Regions from separate parts of the Mus musculus genome. Here region 2 is linked to region 1. The links are chromatin contacts, called in public HiChIP or PLAC-seq maps. All regions are on one chromosome and are shown on one strand. The core of a region is the stretch at or near the end of the contact, and the rest is flanking DNA. Distances in the headings are between cores, read along the strand shown.

Region 1 (4,785 bases), core at 713-3,212:
TGGCTTTCACATCCTTCTACTCCTTTCTCTCCCAAATTTATCTCCTCAGCTACTCTTTATTTGCCCTAAAATCTCAAAGGTTTTGTAGTTCAAAAGTTCAGTCATTTTCACCTCAAAAGCTTCAGTTCCTCAATTTTTCCACCCTAGGCTGCGGAGACCATCATGGCTCCCAGAGTTACACACACAGAAGCAGTGGAGCTATCTCTATGAGACCAGTAATGGGGACCAGTCACTAACTTCCCCTAGGATATAATCCTCAGCGTCTGGCTGTTCCTCAACTCAAGTTCTACTTCATTGCTCTGATGCAGCATTTCTGACTTTCAATGGTGCTGTTAGTAACAAAATATTCAAGATGCTGCAATCTTCCAAGGCTACACTCTATTTTCTCGTTATCTAGAAGATTTAAGCATCCAAGATCAAGATGTCAGCAAACTCCATGTTTGGTGTGGGCCTATTTTTAAGACAATGCCATCTGATTTATAATGCTTCCACTCTTCTGACTTAACTTGCTCCAAAGACTTAACTTCTTTTCCCTTTTCAGTCTCTTTTATTTTCCTTTTTCATCTCTTATACAATACATCCCATCTGCCACCTCCCCTCCTCCCCTTCTTCCCAGTTACCTTTCCCCCTAGATCTCCCTCAGATCCACTGCTCCTCTGTTTCCCTTTAGAAAATAGCAGGCCTCTCAGGGATAACAACCAAACACTGCATTAAAAGATGCAATAAAACTAGGCACAATCCCTTACTTATATCAAGGCTGAATGACACAAGATAGTAAGAGGAAATGAGTCCCAAGAGCAAGCAAAGGAGTCAGAGACACCCCCTCTTCCACTGTTAGGAATCTCACAAAACCAAGCTAATAACTATAACATGTATACCAAGGACCTAGCACAGACCCAGGCAGGCTTTGTGTTTGACAATTCCATCTTTATGAGCCCCTGTGAGCCCTGCTTAGTGGATTCTATGAGCCGTGTTCTCCCAGGAGTGCAGACTCCATTTCTTAATGCTAAGTTTCATTTAAATTTGGTGGGACATATTTAAAGTATATAGATCCCCACAAATCTCAGTATGCTAAGCTGTAGAAATTCACAGGCCATCATGAGCAACACTCTTATATAGTCAATTCTCTTATCTAGATGTTTGTTTAGCTTCACATTCTAATTAAAGTCTAGCTTTCCTTGAACAATGGTCTTCATTTTAGTCATCCACTTCATGAACTTCTAAGTAGGATGTAATGGTATATTCCCTTCTTATTCTTTCTCTCTTCTTCCCTCGGTGGTGGTGGTGGTGGTGGTGGTGGAGTGTGTGCATATGTTTTCCTCTTTTGTTCCTTATTATCAGCATAACAATGGTTCCCATCATGGCTATTCCTTAAGAAGTTAATATCATTCTACTCACTGCCTGGCTCCTGCGTTCCTTGTCTCCTAACGTCAAAGTGCACACAGAACATCTATCCAACCGAGGACTTTCAGCTCCCTTATCCTTCCAGTGACATTAGTATCTCTCTTTACTCTCCAAATGAGTGCTATGAGAACACTCATTTAAAATATGGTTCCATGACTCCAAAAACCCCTACGTGGCTGCAGTTCCTTGGTTCTTCTTTATGATAGAAATCCTTGAAGGGTCTGTCAAGATGTACAGTGTCCTATTTACTTCTCTTATCCCAAGTTCTTCAGGCTATGCAAATCACTGTTATCAACGACATGCCTGACCCTTAAATTATTCAATTTGAATATTGATTTCATCTTCTGTTTCCAAGTGTTCCATCATCATCTGACAAGTAGCCACCCCTTGAAGCTCTACTTCCTGACTTCTAGTGTGTAGCACTGCTCTTTTTTTTCCGTTTCCTTCCTCTCCCTTTTTGTTTTAGTTTCTGAGATACAGTCTCACTCTCAGCTGATGTCTAGCTCATGATCTTCCTGCTTTGTTCTTCAAAGTGCCAGAACTACAGGCATGTGGCTGATTCATTAGGATCAGTCTTTTCATTGTGTCTCTCTGAGTCCAGACTCACTCTCTGGATAGATGACAGAATAATATCCGTGGCTTTTAAGATGAGTTCTAGATTCTGCTTACTCCTGCTGTGTATGTTACTCATACACTTGTGATGAACTTTCTCCTACACTTCTCTTTTGAATTCCAGACTTCTGTGCTCACAAGTCTACCTGATAAAGGCCTTAAATACATAATAAATATCTCAAACTTATTTTCAACTTAAAAGTATTGATTACTACTTTCCCCACCCAGTGTTCTCTTGGTATTTTATAAAATAATAATTTTGGAGCATTCTTTACTCCAACCAAAAGTCTCATACTCTTTCCTAAATCACCTTCCTCTCACAGGAGACAGGATCAGCATCCAATAAACTGAAAAGAAGGGATGACTTTCAGAGGACAAGAGGACTTTGAACTAGAGATTTTCATGCTAAGGATATGTTCTCCCTTTGCCCCAGCATCTGGCTTCTTTCAACAAAGCACGTGTCTTCAGATGTTAAATGAAATGTCATAGGGAAGTAGAACAAGGAGAAAGAAGTTCTTCTTTACTGGTCTCAAATCACTTAATAATCATAAACTTCATTTGTAGAAAAATGACAGCAACTTTTCTGCTGTTAGGTAGAAGTGGAAATAGCAATCGAGTTCAGCTACAGAAAACATACTTTGTTATGGTATGGACTGAGAAGTCACATCTAGTGCCTTTAAAGTCTCTTCTCCTCATGTGGCTTTTGAGTTCTTGGAGAAGTGTTTTATATGAATTCCAGTGAGTCAGAAAATGACTTAATAGGTCTCAGATAATAGCATTTGTACAGTCAATATCTGCTTATATGTAGAATGGCTAGAAATTGACCTTTTTACTGAACTGAGTGTATAAATTGATGTTAGCCCTGTGTTTGCCATTCATCACTAAGTGTCCACAGGATGAAGTAGGCTGTAGAAAGTGACACTTCCCCTCTTCTTCTATTTCTATTTATAGAACTTACTAGCTTGTGACTCCATAAATAAAGTATCTAATTCTATATAAAATAAACATAATTAAACATGTTTTTGAAAACTCTGTAGAGCCGAGCATGTAATCACAGCTATGTCATTATGGAAAACTTATTTTGAATGAGAAATGGAACTGTGAATTCATCTAGCTTAGGTAGATTTCAATTAAAAACTAAAAGAAAGCTGAATACCCTTCCTAAAATAAACCAATGGTAATAGTTTGTACAACTGAAAAACTAAAAAATGAGTGCTTATGAGTGCTATTCTCTTAGTATATGATTTTGTTGGTCGTATTCTGAGTTACAAATTCAAACCACATAAATGGTTGTAACAACAGAAAAATGCTCAAGAAAGTTTCTAATAGGATTGGAGAGATGGCTCAACTTTAAGAACACTGCTCTTGCAAATGACCTGAGTTCAGTTTGTAGCACACACATGTGAGTTCAAATCCACCAGTAACTCCAGTTCAAAGAGACTCTAAGCCATATTCTGACCTTGGTGGGCACCAGGCATGCATGTGGTGCACGTACATATGTGTAGGTTAACACTTGTATGCATAAAGTAAGAGCAAATATTTTTTAAAAAGAAATCTCATTAGACAGAATGCTTTGAAATATGAATTTATATTCATTGTTACTGAATATAACCCTCCTACATTATAATGGGCTTTGAAATAGTGCCTTATTTATGAAGCTATCTATGATCAAGGGAAGCTATAGAAATTTATGGTTTGTGTTTGTCTATCTTTATATCACTCTTGGTATGTTTTTTGTTTTCTAATGTCCATATTCATTTCACATTTAACACTATATTAGTATATTAGCATGTGCATATTAGTTACAATAAATGAACATATACATATTATGTGGATAAAGATTTTAATAATGTGAAATATAGAATATTATTGAGATATTACTGCTCAGCAGGACAGTAATTAGAAACACCACACTTAGTCCTTTCTTTTCAGCACTGAAGATCAACCCTAGAGCCTCTCACAAATGCTAGGTTCACGCGTTAAGGTAAGCTTCATCTCTAGTCCTTCTAAATATTTCCCATGAAAAAGCTTTCTCAGGATCAGACTTCTTACTGTGTTCTCTCCTTGAGCTTTTCCTTTGCTGCCATGCAGGGCTACAGTTTACAAATTCAGACAAGTGCCACACCCTCCCAGTCATCAATCCACTCAACCCTTGTGAAACACGTTTGTTATGTAAAACATAATAGCACAGAGTCCAGGAGTTTCTCCTGGCAGTTTTTCAAAACTGATAACATAAGCACAAAAATGTTCCTGGTATTTGCCTAGCACTTGCCCTCCTAAGGTGTGTGCTAACTATGCAAATCAGTTTATTGGAAGAGCTCTGTCACTGCTCCAACTAAAAGTCTAGACATGCAAATCTATCCTAGGTAATTCCAGTTTAAAACTGACTTATAATAAAATTCTATACTTTCCCTTTATTTCTTCTATTTTTGGTGAGTTAAAATAACGTTACACGTTGTTACGAGCAGAAGAGATCACAGAATATAATAACTATATCAGGGATTTGTTGTGGCATTAATTTAAGCAGTTTGTATGAGGAGAGCCACACACTTTAAATTTATAAGAACTGTTTATGATAATAATACCCATTTTAAAAAGCAACTAAGGTACAGACAAACAAATTTACTAACTCAGTTTATTTTCACCTATTAGCAAGTATATGAAGTACATTTTTATATGTTAAAAAGTACATGGAATAAAAGGGAACTTAGTGGTTTGCAATTTTGTGAATCATGAAGCTTTACTTTAGCCTACTCCTGCTTTGTGTGG
Region 2 (4,785 bases), core at 584-3,083, 690 kb after region 1:
CTTCTTCTTTTCTCTGACTTTATTCTCTTCTCCAGACTCTGCTCCCTTCCAGGCCTCAAGTAAACTTCCTTTTATATACTAGGACTGTCCTATGGTTGACACCTCAGCGGGACCCCTCAACATGGGCTCACTAAGACACCCTCTCCTGCCACATCATACTGTGTTTATAAAGCACACAGCCTGGGAACACAGATTTAGGTTACCTCAAGCCCCATCACCCAACATGAAAAAGTTTTATAGAATAAAGAAAGTCATATAAATAAAGGTAAGCTTAACATATATCCTGATATATGAGAGATGTAGTAACAGTAAGGCGGAGAAGCTTTTTATAGTCCTATGACACTGCTGACATTTTGGGCTGTTTGCTGGTAGAAGCTGGTAGTCTGCTAAGTTAATAGATTCCAATGATTTTTAATCTATAGTTTACAGAATGTTAGTTCTGACACAGAGGTGAGCAAGATGCTGTTCTGGGACTAACCTAGTCCAAGGTAAGTGTATGCAAGGGCAAGGGGCACAGTAAAGAGACTGAAACGGCCACTCTTTGGGTAGACAAGGTAAAGTTTATTCCAAACAACAAAGGTTGTCTCTCTCAGGAAAAGCTGAGAGAAGGGAGATGGGGGAATATGTATCTGGGGAGGAGGGAAGCAAAGAGCCAGGATGCTGGCAAGGGGGCTTTGAATTGTATAACAAGTACTTGTAAGTATGGACTGGGGAGCCTGGGGGCTAGCGCAGAGCTGTAAATCCATTTCTGCCAGAGGTAAGGGAAATTACTCCTTTGGTAGATAGGAAACAGTTTCACAAGTTACTAAGGAATGCAGGCTTTTCCTAACCACTAGAAATCCTCCACAGTCCAGACTGAGTCTAAGTTAGATCCAATTTTGGAGTCAGTGGCATTTTTGGGGGATGGGTGGGGTACCCTTTGTATCTGACAATAAGGTATTTAACATCTGGAACTGCACCACTCTAACCTCTCCACTGCGGTTTTGATCAGTCTTTGCAGACAAAGGTTCTTTTCAGCAGTTGTCGTTTACGACAGTTTATTCACAATCTTGAGACTATTACTTAAAACTTTGTGTGTGTGTGTGTGTGTGTGTGTACATGAGGACGTGTGTGTGTGGGTTCTACGGGGGTCAGAACCCGGATTTAGATAGATGCCCTGGAACCGGCTGCTGAGAACTGAACTTCGGTCCTTCAGAGGACCAACAAGCACTCTTAACTGCGGAGCCATCTCTCTAGCACGAAGAGATTATTACTTTTAATATTCTAATATAATCTGTTCTGCTCATTGTTAAGTCACAAAACAGGCCCCTGAAGGCAATTGTTGCTGACAGCGTCCTAACGGCCGCCTCGATTCTTACCCAAACAGAAACCTAAAGTCATCATTTCTTAAAACCTCGTGAAGCCTGTTTCTGTTTGCCAGGAAAGCCACCACTTCCTCCTCTGCCCCTAACCGTCAACTACCCCGTGAGGTGCATCTCATCACGTAACGCTAATATTTCCACTCCGATTTATCTAAGCATAAAGACACTGTTCAACCAATATTAACCTTTATTCTGCTGAAACCGGAGGCAATGACGACGTTTGTCTCTTTAGAAGGAAATCAAGTGTTGACCAGATGCAGCACCCGAAAAGGTCGGATTTATTAGGGCACTGCCATTTTAGGTCCGCTTTGTGACGTAGCACCAGTGAAATCTATAAAGCCTTTCCCGGGGAAAGGGAGTTCGTCTCGATCGTTTGCGAAACGGTCACGTGGTCTGGAGCGCGGGCGTGGCGGGGTGACAGCGAGCAGGCGCTCCAGGCCGCAGCGCGGCGCACAGTGATGACGCGCGCCGCACGCCCTGTGCCCATCCGTTCGCGACGGAGCTGCGTCACCGGTGTTCGGCGCTCACCTCCTGGAGCCCGCAGTCGCTGTAGGCCCCAGGGCTGGTCTGCCGCTCCTGGGGAGCCTGGTCCGCGGCGCGATGAGGCGTAGCAAGGCCGACGTGGAGCGGTACATCGCCTCGGTGCAGGGCTCCGCCCCGTCGCCCCGAGAGGTAAGCGGGTCTGGTCCGGTGGCGGTGGCGCCGGTGTCATGGCTCCCGGCGGCCTCGGCTCCCCGCTGGAGTGGAGGCGGTCGCGGGCGGCGTGGCGCTGCTGAGCACCGGAGGCGTGGGGACTGCGGCCGCCAGCGTTTCCTCTTCATGGCTATCCGCGGGCCCACTCGGGCCTGGCTTCTTCGGCCTCCGCTCCGTAGGCCGTCGTGGGGCGCTCTGCGGGGTTCGCCCGCCCGCCCGCCCGGCGTCGTCGGTCTCCCGGATAGCTAGGCCCTGTCACGGCTGCCGTGTCTCGGGGGGAGGCTGACACCGCGCGGCGGTGGGCTTGCACGGTTGTGTGGGTGGCTCCACGGACGAAGCAGGGCGGGAAGGAAGGGCGCGTCAGCATAAACGACACGGAAGGCCCATAATTTAAGTCTTCTAGTGCTGTGCCCCGCTTCCCCAAACCCCTTTTGGAGGCTGCTAGTCGGAATTCCTTCTAGGCGGTAGTTGCAATACCTTAACATTTCTAACGTTATTTCGCAACGTGTTTTGTGTGTGTGTGTGTGTGTGTGTGTGTTTAAGATCATTAACGTTGTGTTTATTTTGGGTTCTTAAAGAGTGTTGGCCGGTGGAGAGAGATGTACAGAGGCTCTACAGTCAGTTATTTTTTGGGCGGGGGAGGGGTGTGTTGAACAATCAAGTTCTACCATTGGTAAACTAACTTGGTACAGTATAGACTCTTCATCAGTAAACGGCATTTTGACCTTGTTAGTGTTATTTAGTGTTACCGAGGATGATTCGTGTTAACATTTAGGGCAGACTTTGAGATACAAAGAGTCAGAGGGCTTCAATTTTTGTTTACAAACGCCCAATTCAGTTGTGTATATATATATATATATATATATATATATATATATATATTTTACATTCTGTCTCTGAGGGTTTTATGGTCATCTATATAAACCAAAGTTCATGAACATACAAGTCAAATGGCATAATTTTTGTTGTTGTTGTTGTTGTTACTTAAAGTCTCTTCTTTAGATGGCTTCTGCAGGTTAAATAATCCAGTCCAGCAAATCTACAACCCCTCCCCCAAAGCGATTTTAAAAGTCTCAAGTTCATTTAGTGCTGGTATGCCCAAAGTGGGAAATTTTACACCCAGTTTCCTCTGATGGATCAAAATCAGAATGCCATGGTACAAGAGTTATATGAAAGTGCTTTTGGGTTTCTGTCTATAAGGTGTACATTTTAGATAAATGTGTTTATATTAGATTTAGGATTTGTTACCAGGATATCTAACATGCTTGAAGATATTTAAAAATCTAAAAAAACAAGACCCTGAAATCTAAAAATGCCAAGCATTTCAGATAAAGCATACTAAAGTATCTAATACTATTGTATTAATTGTATGTAAATGTGTAAATGGTTGTTAAATTATGTTAGGAACCATTTCAAAGTCTCTACATATTCAAATATGACTTTTGAGTTGTTTTTCTTTGTTTTGAGACAGAGTTTCTATTATGTTCTGGAACTCACTGTGTAGATCAGGCTGGCCTCAAACTCACAGAGATCCACCTGCCTCTTCTTCCCAAGTTCTGGGATTGAAGGTGTGTGCCACCACATCCTGCTACTATTTTTTTTTTAATATTTATCGAAGGTTGGTTGGGTTGGTTATATTGATTTGGATAGTATGACAACTATAAGACATTTTTTGTTTTAACTAGTTCCATTGTTCAATTTTTTTTTTTTTTTTTCTTTTTGGACAGGGTTTCTCTGTATAGCTCTGGCTGTCCTGGAACTCATTTTGTAGACCAGGCTGGCCTCAAACTCAGAAATCCGCCGCCTGCCTCTGCCTCTGCCTCCCAAGTGCTGGGATTAAACGTGTACGCCATCATGTCCAGCTCAGTCATAATTCTTATTTCCAATTTTTTTTGTATTTTTAAAAAAGATGATGCTAAACGCGTTCTATTAAGAAATAATGCCACAGGCCCTTCTTTTCTGTGTTCCTGGTGACCTCTTTTTCTATTTATGAATTTGGTTATTTTTTATTTTTCATTTGTAGAATCTTATATTTGTCCTGTTAGTATATTTTTAAGGTCATCCATGTTGTAGCAGGTGTTGGGAGAATTATTCCTTATTAATTCCTTATTATTATTACTACTATTAATCTTTTCTTTTAAAGGTTTTATTTGTATTTATATGAGTACACTGTAACTGTTTTCAGGCACACCAGAAGAGGGCATCAGATTCTATTACAGATGGTTGTGAGCCACCATGTGGTTGCTGGGAATTGAACTCAGGACCTCTGGAAGAGCAGTCTGTTTTCTTAACTGCTGAGCCATCTCTCCAGCCCCTATTGTTATTCTTTAAATAGTTTTTCAGATGGGGTTTCTGTGTGTAGCCCTGGCTATCCTGGAACTAACTTTGTAGATCTGGCTAGTTTGAATTCAAGAGAGCAGCCTGCTTCTTCTGCTATAGTGGCATTGAGTGCTGGGATTAAAGGCGTGTGCTACCACTGCCCAGCTTTTTTGTGGGGAGCGGTGAGTGGCTGAATATTTTAATATTATAAGATAATTTTTAAGATATTTATAAGTTAACATTATAAGATTATATATTACCTTAGGTATGCTACATGTGGTTATTCATTCACTGTTGATTGACACTTAGGTTGTTTATATCTTTTGCCTAATACATATAATGCAACAAACATTGATATAAAAACATTTGAGTGCTTGCTCACCAATGTTCTGCTTGATACTTAAGCTTAATA

What was found. HiChIP or PLAC-seq counts read pairs in DNA pulled down with a chosen protein or histone mark.
Region 2: an H3K4me3 HiChIP or PLAC-seq map of bone marrow-derived macrophages shows a contact between it and region 1, with 2.5 times the contacts expected there. The contact joins the promoter of Ranbp2 here to the enhancer-like site in region 1. A contact is called at or near these places in 6 of 39 promoter capture datasets (the 3T3-L1 cell line, cranial neural crest, liver and 2 more), 1 of 484 Hi-C or Micro-C datasets (Th1 cells) and 2 of 115 datasets of contacts at active chromatin or transcription factors (bone marrow-derived macrophages and pro-B cells).

What each region holds. Positions count from the first base shown.
Region 1 is chr10:57,759,024-57,763,808 of GRCm38.p6, forward strand. No RefSeq gene overlaps it. Among named protein-coding and RNA genes, the nearest start is that of Fabp7, 24 kb to the right of the region's middle. Within about 2 kb of position 1,963, at least 19 of the 459 cell types and tissues checked have an H3K27ac peak or open chromatin away from gene starts, as enhancers often do. A contact at or near this core is called in bone marrow-derived macrophages, where this site is marked.
Region 2 is chr10:58,445,019-58,449,803 of GRCm38.p6, forward strand. Ranbp2 (RAN binding protein 2) reads left to right here and starts at 1,834. Exons shown (of 29, transcript NM_011240.3): 1 at 1,834-2,033. The coding sequence starts at 1,962.